Regions from separate parts of the Drosophila melanogaster genome. Here region 1 is linked to region 2. The links are chromatin contacts, called in public Hi-C maps. All regions are on one chromosome and are shown on one strand. The core of a region is the stretch at or near the end of the contact, and the rest is flanking DNA. Distances in the headings are between cores, read along the strand shown.

What was found. A called contact is a pair of places that touch in the nucleus more often than the background predicts.
Region 1: a contact with region 2 is called in a Hi-C map of the Kc167 cell line, with 1.5 times the contacts expected there. The contact joins two enhancer-like sites. A contact is called at or near these places in 4 of 107 Hi-C or Micro-C datasets (the Kc167 cell line, the S2 cell line, cellular blastoderm embryo and 1 more).

The regions. Positions count from the first base shown.
Region 1 is chr2L:11,959,632-11,965,438 of dm6, forward strand. It overlaps lncRNA:CR43314 (long non-coding RNA::CR43314), which reads right to left. Exons shown (of 2, transcript NR_047937.1): 2 at 1-2,436. Among named protein-coding and RNA genes, the nearest start is that of lncRNA:CR43314, 8.6 kb to the right of the region's middle. Within about 2 kb of position 2,055, at least 25 of the 39 cell types and tissues checked have an H3K27ac peak or open chromatin away from gene starts, as enhancers often do.
Region 2 is chr2L:11,764,096-11,769,603 of dm6, forward strand. No RefSeq gene overlaps it. Among named protein-coding and RNA genes, the nearest start is that of Sfp33A1, 12 kb to the left of the region's middle. Within about 2 kb of position 3,231, at least 6 of the 39 cell types and tissues checked have an H3K27ac peak or open chromatin away from gene starts, as enhancers often do.

The DNA of each region.
Region 1 (5,807 bases), core at 805-3,304, 190 kb after region 2:
AACCAGAGCAACCACATTGAAGGCGACGATGCAATAAATATATTGGAACAGGCCGGACAGCTACCGGGATACACCAGCGATCCCCCGAGTTGCCCCCAGATCCCTCGCAGATCTCCAAATGCCCCTCCTCCATCCAATTGGACATGATAAAAATGTGAAATGCATGCGTTCATTAAATTAATGCGCATGGGGCATGTGGAGCCGGGCAGATAATTAAATGCGTGTTTTGTGGCATGGGCGCTGGGCGCAAGAGGTGCCCGTAATGACATTAAATATGTTTAAACATGCATAAATAAAAACAGACTCCATGGGATAAGCAGAAGAGGAGTCGAGTGGCAAAGTGCCAGTGGAGCAGCGGAGGGGCTCCACTCGACTGGTGGAACAACTTTACCCCAAGCTCGGCCTGATGTTTTAATCAGGGCGATACTTAGAGAGCGCCTCGAACCTGACCCAATGGCTGAGCTAATACTTGTTGCAACAACTGGTTAAATTAATGACGCAACATGAGCCGGGGCACCAGTTCTTAACACACGGTTAGCTGCCGCGCCGAGATTTACGACGATTCAAATTGCTCGGCGATAAATTGTAAAGTTAATCGCTTGTCAAAGTTTTCGCGGTCGCATTTATCTTCGACTTCTGGCCGGTAGCAGCTGCATCGATGGCATTAGATAGCAGATAGTTGATAAAGATATGGCCATGATTTATGTTCTAACCATGGAGGCGTAGTAACGCATAGGCTTATACATTGCATTTTTATAATTTGTTGTGATCACACTCAATGTAATAATGTATAAGCTTTGGAAAAGCAAAACGAATTATATATCTATGAACTTGGTAGTTTGGCCTTAAGCAAAAAGCCAATCATATATCCTTTGAAAATCTATGACATCCATGGAAGGAAAACAAACAAATACTTCTACATTTCTGTGCTGTGTGAGCATAACTTCCTATTACATGCATGACTTTCATTAACAAAAAGCAGAGAGGCATCCATTAAAGTAAAAACAATTGACTCATCCAACTGCAATTTATTGTCTGATAAGACTGACTTGTGCAACTCCAACTTCAACTTGGCCAACCTTATCGCAGTCGGAGTAATTACAGTTGTTGACTGCTACCGTTGCCGCTGCTGATGGCCAATATTGTTACCTGTTTCTGTGGGCCTTGTTCAATTGAGTCAACGTTGCGAGACAACAATTGTCCATTTCATGAATTGAAAGCGTCGCAGCTGACTCAAGTTGTTCGCTGTTTGTCCATTGTTTGGATTTCCTTTGGGTGGTTTCCACTTTTGGTGGTGGTGGTGGTTGGTCGGGGGAAATTGGTTTGGAAAATGTCATTCAAGTTGCCAGGCAAGTTGACAAATTTGTCAACTGATATGGAAGCGCACCGGGCTCAGAAAACGGCCTCAAATCGAGTGGCTAAGCCAATGTAAACATGTGTAGATTTATGGGTTAAGCTCGGTGATTGTTGTGCCAGCGGCTTTTGTTGGTTTGTTTTTCTTAAATGTGTTTTTCTGTTTGTTGTCTTGCCCGGTTTGCATATGCATGAAAATGAGGAGATTGCGAGAATGTGCGTGAGTCACGGATATCTCAACTGATTTTTGGTCAAAAGTATTTTGAAATGTATGTATTTAATTTCTTTGTAAGATTTTAAACTATTTCTTTGCTAAACAATTTGTTCTCTCTATGCATTTGTCACGCGTCTGACTCGTTATCTATTTCACCACTTGTTTGCCACCCATTGGAAAACCTCATGTTTATTTGCGGTTTCAGTTTAATTTATATAGCTCCGCCGACTGTTTGGTCTATGCGGTATATCTTTATCTGTGCCACGTCTCAAGTTCAGTTCACACGCTTTCACTCGTCGCAGTAGTGTCAATTTGAATTTTATGCCCCGCAACGCTTTGATAGATAAGGCTAAGGCCCCAAGAAGCCGAGAAATCGAGGAACCTAACAACCGAGAAACCCCATGAGCCCGTCACACAGTACACATGCATAATTAGCAGGTCCGGCGGCGGGAACTGGAACTCCGGGCTGAAACTCCGGTGCCAGCTTATCCAGTATCGGTTATGTATGTATGTATGTATGTATGGTTGTACATGTACCGAGCAGCGAACACTGAATACTGGATAGTGCATAGTGGATTGTGGGTTATCTGGGGACCGTGTGGCTTCCGTGAAAAAGGCTACTCGATTCGATTTGATGGCGGCATGCCCAACAAATTGCCGCTAATGAGGCGCACCAATGTTGCCCCCGTTTAATTAAAACCATAAACAGCATCTCTCTGGCTGACTTACCTTATGGCATACTTCAGCGGGGGGGCTTTGAATTTCTGTAATTCTGTACTTCAGTAGAGCGGTTCAGCTGAAAGGACTCCTGGGAACCGAAGTTGCGCACCATCCTTTGATGATGTTGTTATGGAGTGCCAGGAATTTCACTGCAAAGGAAATGGAGTTTTTGTTTGAATACGCTGTGTTAAATTGGCCGTTTCATAGGCATATTTATGACTGTTTAACTATTAAACTCTCTGACTATATTATATTGTTAAGCAATTTTATGTTGATGTTCACACTAACTGAAAATTCGACATACCATTCCCACAAAATTTCAAATTTATGTGCACTCTGTCAACTTGACGCCCAATGAGTTGCCAAATATTTCGCCACTCAATCTTATCAAACACCAATGGCCGGCAACAAATTTTCGTTGCATTTTACCGCAGGTTCAGATAAATGTCATTCGCAGGCAAAATGCCAAAAGCAATCGCAGCATGGGCTTGTCAACAACTTTTTACTTTTTTATTTATTTTTTTTTTTGTGTGTGTGCCATAACCAACAATGAGTCGTAAATCAACGAAAGGTGTTTCGTTTTTGCAGTGTGTTCTAGGCGGGCGGCTGGCTCATAAAACATTGAAAATTATGATTTAACGCAAATTTTTGTAATTAATCTTGACAAATAAAGCGGCCTGCGGGCGAGCAGACGCAACGCTGCGCTTGTTGCAAGTGGCAAGTGGCATCTTCATCTTCATCTTGTGTGGATGCCCGGCTCCTTTTGGCTCGGTATGGGGCATAAATCTTTTCTCCACTTCTATTCGGTCGGCACTGAGGTTTTGAATCTTGAATCTTCAAGATCGGAGGCTTTTGCTTTTGCTGGCAGCCTGGACTGCGCATCGTCATCATCATCATCATTATCCTTCATTACGTGAAGCGAGAACCGGTTTGAGATTGTTTCTTTTTGGCGTTTTTGCAAAAATATTTCATAATTGTGCCAAGCTATGCTGTTTTAACTTTTCTTTCTGTTTTTTTTTTTTTTTTGCTTTTTCTTAATATATGGCCTTTTAAGAGACGAAAAAAAAGAAGAGAGAGAGAGTGACCTTTTTGGAGACTTCAACTTGAGCGGGAACTCAGCTCAATCTTAATTATATGTTTGCGCTGAGCTCACGACAAGCCCGATGACGACCAGTAGCAATTATTACCTGCAACTCAACACTCATCATTCACACAGGCAGCAACAACAAATGCGCCTATAGTGCCACAGCGAATGATATACGAGCGTATTGCGTATACGCCACTTGGGACAGACAGACACTGGGCGAGAGATCGAGGCAACTAATTGCAGAAGCGGCAGATATAAACCGAAGCTGTCATTAAATCGAATGCAACAACATAATCCCATGCCCGAATAGCCACCACTTCCTACTTGTCCTAACTATCTTTCATATCTGCTTCAACTCCTTTCCTCTTCTAATCAGATCTGATTTTATGCCTCTTCATGTTGGCTACCATTTTTTACTCGTTTTTTTTGTCATGATATTTATGATTTGTTTGTTGGCACGATGCGTCAACTTTGGGCGCGAGCTCTGCTCGATTTTCGAGTCTGTTTCCTTCTTCTTTTTTTTTTTTTGGCCAGTACTTTTCTTGTTTTGTCAGCAAAGTAAATAAATGAAATAAAAAACGTGACTGTTACGAAAAAGTCGTGTATGTGATTTTTGTTGGGCCTGTTATATGGTTTATTTTTTGTACATTTTTTTTTTCTTTTCAACTTTTTGCCTTTCTGGTTTCAAGTAGTTGACAGTGAGAGAGCAACCGAGGCACATTGTATAGTCATCCGAACAATGCGCACAATTTTCAATGCGTTGGCAAAGCAGCTTGGCACGGTTATAGCCATTGTCTGAATGCCTCTAATTTTTTTTCCAACCCATCTAGTCGATTTCAGCTTTTCTGTATCTGTTTTGAGCGGTGTGTCGTGTCGGATTTGTTGAAATTTTTATTAATTACCAAGGCACACACAAAAAACAGTCATCCCGCTTTTGGGCCATTCTGAACTTCATTAGCGACTGCGAATCAACAAAGCTGATGAGCAGCTTAGGGCCAACAGAGCGACTTGTGGCGAGGAAACAGAAATGGTATATGGCACAATACCATACCATATACCATTATAGTCGAAAACAAAGACATTTCATAGTTACGTGTTGGCTGGCACACGATCTTCACAAGTTAATCGAATCGAATCGAAACGAAACTTGCCACTCACCAGAGCGTTCTAAGTCGTATCTGTTGTTTATACCACTCTCATAAAACGTTGATGGCTTACATAGTTTAAGCCACTTTTATCTACGAGATCTGCCATTCCCTGGCCCTCTCCTCGGGCTCAATATACATATATATATACATAGATACATAGCACAATAGATCGATCTGATGAGAGGGCCAGCTAGGAACATTCTCTTTTTTCAAGAGCTTAGTTTTAGCGCAAGGTTTTAACTATTTCACCATCTGATCTTTGCCCTCACTTTATTTTTTGGGTTTTGTATTAAACATTGTGTATCTTTAAAGATAGTAAATAAAACTTTCCCTATTTTTGAAGCACGCTCTAGTGCTCTATGGCTTGCATACTTATAGAAACAGTAAACTCGATTGTAAATACAATATTTTCCATTGAATACTTTTTCTTTTCGATTTATATGGCTTACAATCCCTTGCCTTATAGGGAGTTCCTTCCCTACCATTAGCAACCATTTTCTTTGGCAAAAATCTATTCGAAAATAATATTTCACCTCCGAAGGGGGACAATCAGGCGGCTGAAGATCGGCTTCTGCTTTCTGCGCAGATCACTGACTCCCCGAAATCCAGTGGACCAGTCCAATGGCTGGTTACTCCTCCACAGCGATCGCAATGACCAGGTTCGGTCTTTTCGGCCCCTCGAAATTTCAGGCCGCCCATGTCAATATTTAGACAGCGCACAACCCAGCGATCTCGACTAGCCTGGATTGTGGTTTTTTCCTTCTTTTTTTTATTTGAAACTCTTGCGTGGGTGCAGCCGGCCCATGCTCCTCGCAGCAGAAAAAAAAATAAAAATAAAAATGGGGGGCGAAAAAATCGAAAATCCTAAAGAGTGAGGAGAAAACACAGCAATTTATATTGGCTGGCTTTTAAGGCAGGGCCTTTAAGACCGACCGAACGAGCAGATCGATCTTTGGCTGTACCTGTAGCTCTGCGCCAATACCTATGCCCCTCTTCGATAGTTAATCAATTAACTAACATAATTTCGTGCAAAACTAATTAACTACCACTGTGGCGGACAAATGTTTGCTGTCAGGAGCGTTTAGTGTCATTCATTTTGCGTCCGAGCGGCGCCCACTTGTGGCTAAAACCCGTTTTCATTTCACCAAACTCTACGAGTAACACATCCACATCCATCGATAGATGTTCAATGGGCCGATGGCGACTAAGGCCCGGATTTTAATTTGTTTGAATTTAATAAGTTTTCGTGTAAGAGGCGGACACTGCCACAAAAACCAAAAAATAA
Region 2 (5,508 bases), core at 1,981-4,480:
GGTGCAATGTGTTTTTCATTTGCATGTGTGCCCGTGGAGGAGTGCCTCGCACAGATACTACCCACTAAAAGTAGTTTATTTTCATCTTATCTCTTTAAGCCAATGATACGCCCACAAGCCCACTTAAATGCGCTGTCACGCTATTATTTTTATTCTTGTCGCTAAGTGTTGCTATTTAATTTGTATCGCATCGTTTACGGACCACGAAAAATTTGAAGAAATTACTCTTAATATTAAATATACATTTTATTGAATGTGTTGCACTTTTTTATCTAAGTACTTTTGACAATGAGAGTACACCAATATCAATGTAAAAATATACAAATTTAAATTTAATTTAAGCAATCAATTAAAAACTTTGAAATAAGAAAGGTTGCATTTTTAAATTATTACCTTTAAAGCTATTATGTTTTTTATATTTATGCCATTATATGTATAACATCTTATTTTTATGTTCTCTGTCGTATTTTGTTAGAGAAATGGAAAATGAAATGAAAAATTCCATTGCCGAAGGCGGAATAGACAAAGCATCCGCTTACCTGTTTCAAGCGAAAGTAGAAGTACTTATTCCTGGAAGTCGTTTAACTTTCAAAGCTAATGAAATATGCATTTTTTCGCTTTTCAAGCGAATATATGGCGAAAGACCTTTGTTACTCTCAAAAGGTTCGTTGGGTCAAACAGTTCATTTAATTCTTGGATTTGGTCAGTCATCAGCTGTTTTGGTAGCGGAAATTCACACACCATTGCAGGCCTTTATCCTTGCAGCTTTGCTGGAGGAGCTTTAACTCCCACATTATTGTATAATAACTATGAGAGTATTTGGCTTAAATAGAGCGAAAGCTTTTTGAGGCTAAGCCCACTGGGTATAAGAGTTCGAATATATGGCGCTTTGAACTAGCCGAGGGACTTTTTATAGTGGGAACAGTTTAGTATTAACAAGAAATTCTCTGGCTTTTCAATAGCGATTAGGTCCTAAACATTTCTAAACAACAATTTGTAAGCTTGCACAATTTGTAATAGCCAATATGTTATTGCAATCAAACAATTCAAAATGCAAACCTAAATAATTCTCAAAACTAATTCAATAAAATATAAACATAAACGGCATTGCTTATCCAAATGAAAATATGACCTTTGTTTCCAATCGAAATAATACTAATGCATGATTTATATAGCCTTCAACTTGTGTGCACCAATTAGGCGTTTATTAAACAATAATATTCCTAATTGCTGAATAATTTCAATATAGGCATCCGAAAAATGATAATTTTTCGATACAGGAAATTAGTTTCATTTTGGGGATAATAATTAAACGCAAGGCCATATGAAATGTGTTAACAAACTAAATAATATTTAATCCCCCTCTAAAAGTTCACATCTGAAAATAATTTGTCATTAATTAAAGTTGGGGCTACAATGCATGCATTACCATAAATGCAATAAATGCAATTTACTAATGCCAACATCCTAAACATATCTAATTAAATGTTTTGAGAGCTAAAGCCGACGTTGCCAACCAATGTATATTACAAAACTGATACGGATGCCGATGTTTATACGAGCTTAAATTCCAGCAAAATAAACACAATAAATAATAAATACGCTCTGCAGCATTTCAAACCGCAGCCACAAAAATAAGCAGCTCATTGACAAACTGGGATAGCTAAAAAAATAATTACAAAGCTCATTTGACAGAAATGAGGGCACAATTTCGGTGGGGTGGCATCTACAGACATGCAGAAACACACGTAATCACCATCTAATAACTAAAATCCAAATTAGCTAATTCAGAAATCAACACGCACAATTGACAAATTATGCCGCAGCAACATTTCCGGCCAATTGCCTGCGTGAGAGTCCAGATCGATGGTTGGCATGCGGCATGAGGCACGGGGGCAGGTGGCAGGTGGTTAACTCGGATGTTGGGCACGTGCGGAAATATTGTCAAATTATTGGCAATACGAACGTATTTGTTGTAGCGCCCCTCTAAATTGCCTCGTCTGCTCCTGAGTTATTCATTAAGTGGCATTATTCGCAGACATTTTCCACTCATAAATAAGAACCACAAACTGCCAGCGATTTAAACTCGGCTGAGGGGGTTGGGGTGAATTGTGGAGCGATGGAGTTGCTGTAGTTTTACAGGTGAGGAACGGAATACCCTCCTCCATCTGACATTTCCACCTCATTTACAGTTCAAACACGTCGCATGCATTAACCCCAGGCTGCCTGGTTAAGTGCGCGACGCTGTTGATGGGACTGCTGCTGCCTCGCCTCGGCTTCTAATTATTAACTAATAACATCAAATTGATTTGCAACAACATCCAGATCAGAGCCCACACGACTCACTTGCTTCACTAGCCTTACACTGAAAAAAAACTAACCTTTTGGCAAGGAAAAACTTCACTTCTGACTGCCAATTTTTTATACAAATTTTTGTTTTCTTTTCAAATTATTAACCCTTACTACGATAATCGGTCTACAAAAAATACAATTACTTTTTTTGTTTACCAGCTCAATATTTTAGTTTAAGGTCACTGTTTTATACCACAATGCAAATCAATTTTTTTCTTGTACAGCATAATTGATTTAGTTGTGATATTCATTTAAAATTGTTCTATAAAACATTAAAGTATTTTTTACATCTCTGTGCTTTTATTAAAATCTAAAAAAGAAGAATATATATTTTTGAAATAACAATACATTTTTTTTGGAGACAGCAAATTAGAGGCGTCTCCTGCCCTGTGATTAATATTTTTTACCGTGTTTTGTCGCTTCATTTCGTTCCATTTCGGTTCGGTTCGTTCGATGTACTATAATTAACATGCATTCCACATGATTGCCCCGCTGGCGCATAAATCTCTAGCACTCATACAGAGGACCCCCAACCATTCAGCACTCAAATGTGCCCCAAGCTAACCCCACGACTAAATGGAGGCAGCAATCAGTTTCCAACAGCAGAGTCTAGACCAAAGCCCAAGTAGGAAATTAACATTGTATCATAAAACGTGGCCCAAACCGGCCATTGAACGGGCACTTAACTTGCTGCCAACTAACCGAGAAGGAGAAAAGGAAAGCCGAGCGGACGGACAAGCGGACAACCGGACTGCTGGACGAACGGACAGGCGGGCAAACGGACAAACGGACAGCCGGACGGACGCTGCTCTAATGCACGATGATAGATGGCATACGATACGTTTCAGCATTTGTCAGCTCGTCTTCGGCGAAGCGCAACACAAAGCCAACGCCCCACGTCCATCGCTCTGAAAATTCCGGAAAGGAAAAGGCGCGGTGGGTGGTGGTGGTTGTGGGTGTGGGTGCTAGCGAAACGAAAAACCATTTTCACGCTCACGCGACTGCTTGTAGCAACTTTTCGTTCTTTCCGTTTTGCTTTTTTTGCACTGCCACTGCCACAACTATCAACTGACTCACACCTGGCAATCCACCAAGGCGCTCTATTCGACGCGACTGGGCCATTTTCTTGGCCCCAGAGATAAGCGTTAGCCAAACCCTTCTGAAGACGATTTTTCAGTACCTCAATTATAGAGCAGACGGCTGAGTACCTCTCTAAAAAAAACAGGCACTGAAATAAAATTAAGTTAGATGTTGGGAGAGAATTGTAATGGTGTATAAGCAGTGTTATAATTTTCTCTTAAACCTTTAAAAAAAAGGCTTTCAATAGTGTAATATAGTGCACTTATTAACCAATTCAAAAATTCCTGCATACCCAAAAAAAATCTTTAGAGCTCATAACTTCAGCAGGAGACTGGGAACCACCTTCACCATCACAATCCAAACCTTTTTCAGCCGTCTCAAGTCGCACGTCGCGTGGCATAATTTATATGGCGCTGTCTGCGCCGGAAATGGGTTAATTTGCTATGATTTAAGCGTAAAATTATTGAATTATTGGCGCTCAAGATTTAGTGGTATTCTTCGCGCTTCGTTTAAGCCCCAAATAAGGTGCAGTCAAAACCGATGGAAAATAAAACGAAAGCAAAATAGAAAACCACAAACACTGAAGAGTATTTCGAATTTTAGTTTACGGGGCGGATGAGTAATATGTCTGCATGCGACGTCCCAGAAAGTTCGGCCACTCCATCGAATGCATGTAAATTGCTGAAATTTTCTTTTCTCTGTCTTAGCTTTTAGGCAACCCCAAAAATGGCATGTTCAAAGAAGATTAAATTTAAATCGCTCAAATTTAGTTAAATAGAAAGGGCACGGCCAATATGTGAATGCAATGACTCAATATTCGTCTGAAATGGTTTTGTTTGAGGCTCCAAAAGTATTAGTATTTTAATTAAAGCTTATAGTTTTCAAATAACTGCTAATAATTTTAAGGGGAATATTAAAAAAAAAAGGTTTCCAATGCGTATTCTAATCCTTTTGTACTGAACTTGAAGTTTCGATAGAATTTGAATACAGTTAGAGCTCTTATAAAATTCCATTCAAAATAAGTAAGGTAAAACATCTCATCGTGGTTGATCATACTCATGTTGTGCTTCAAAAGAAAAAGCGGACAGTGACTGGCAGAAAACAAATGCAACGACAGCTCAGTGTCTGGTACTGAATCTTTTGCCCACTTTGTACTCTTTTAGATGCATTTCTGATGCAAAATATGCAAAACTCTAAAGTAAGCTTTTAGAAAATTACAAGTCCAGTGTTTGATAAGGATTCGTCTGCGCATATACACACCCTGATATTATGTATATTTTCATGCTTTATATTTATGGGCCATGAACGGAATTCGTGTGCTTTAGTTTTTGGCATACGCAATGAAGATAAACGACATGCAACGAAAAAATATCGTCAAATTTAAAGTGCAATAAATCAGGCGGCCATTGGAGACGTCCAGGGACCAAAGTCTGTTCGTCCGCCACTTTTCAGTTGACAAGTCTCGAGCGGAAGTTGCGCCATTTTGCGCCGCGTGACGGTTTCCGGCATGAAGTCTCAGCCATAACTATCCAAGCAGACATATTTTGCCTAGCCCTTTTTTCCACTTTTCAGTCAGCTAATGCCCATCCCTTTGAAGTGCCCTTTGAAGATTCGCGAAAGAAGGCAGTTAACCATAAAACCATAATCAAAATAGGAGAAACTTAGCCAAAAATGATTCAAGAGAAACACTTTTCTGCATTTTAAGACACAAGTAGAGTGAAAATAGCATATTAAAGTTGAAAATCCAAGCCAAGAATTAGCGAAGCCGTATGAGGCAATAGTTTTAGCTAGGGAAACGGATAAATTTTTAAAAGATGTTAAACTTCGGCTTATTGGTTTATTGGCAAACATAAGTAGAAGATGGATTATTAAATCTAAAAACCAAGAAAAATCATTTTAAACTGAAGAGACTTTTTTGAATCGCAGTATGCTTTGGCCTGCTGGACTTCTTTGTACCTCTTATGGCTTTTTATGGCGGCCATCATTGGCATGTCGTAAAAAGGCGAGTGACGACACCCAGCACATGGCGTCAAATATTTCATAAGCTCGTGCTTGAATTTTTTACATGCCCCACAT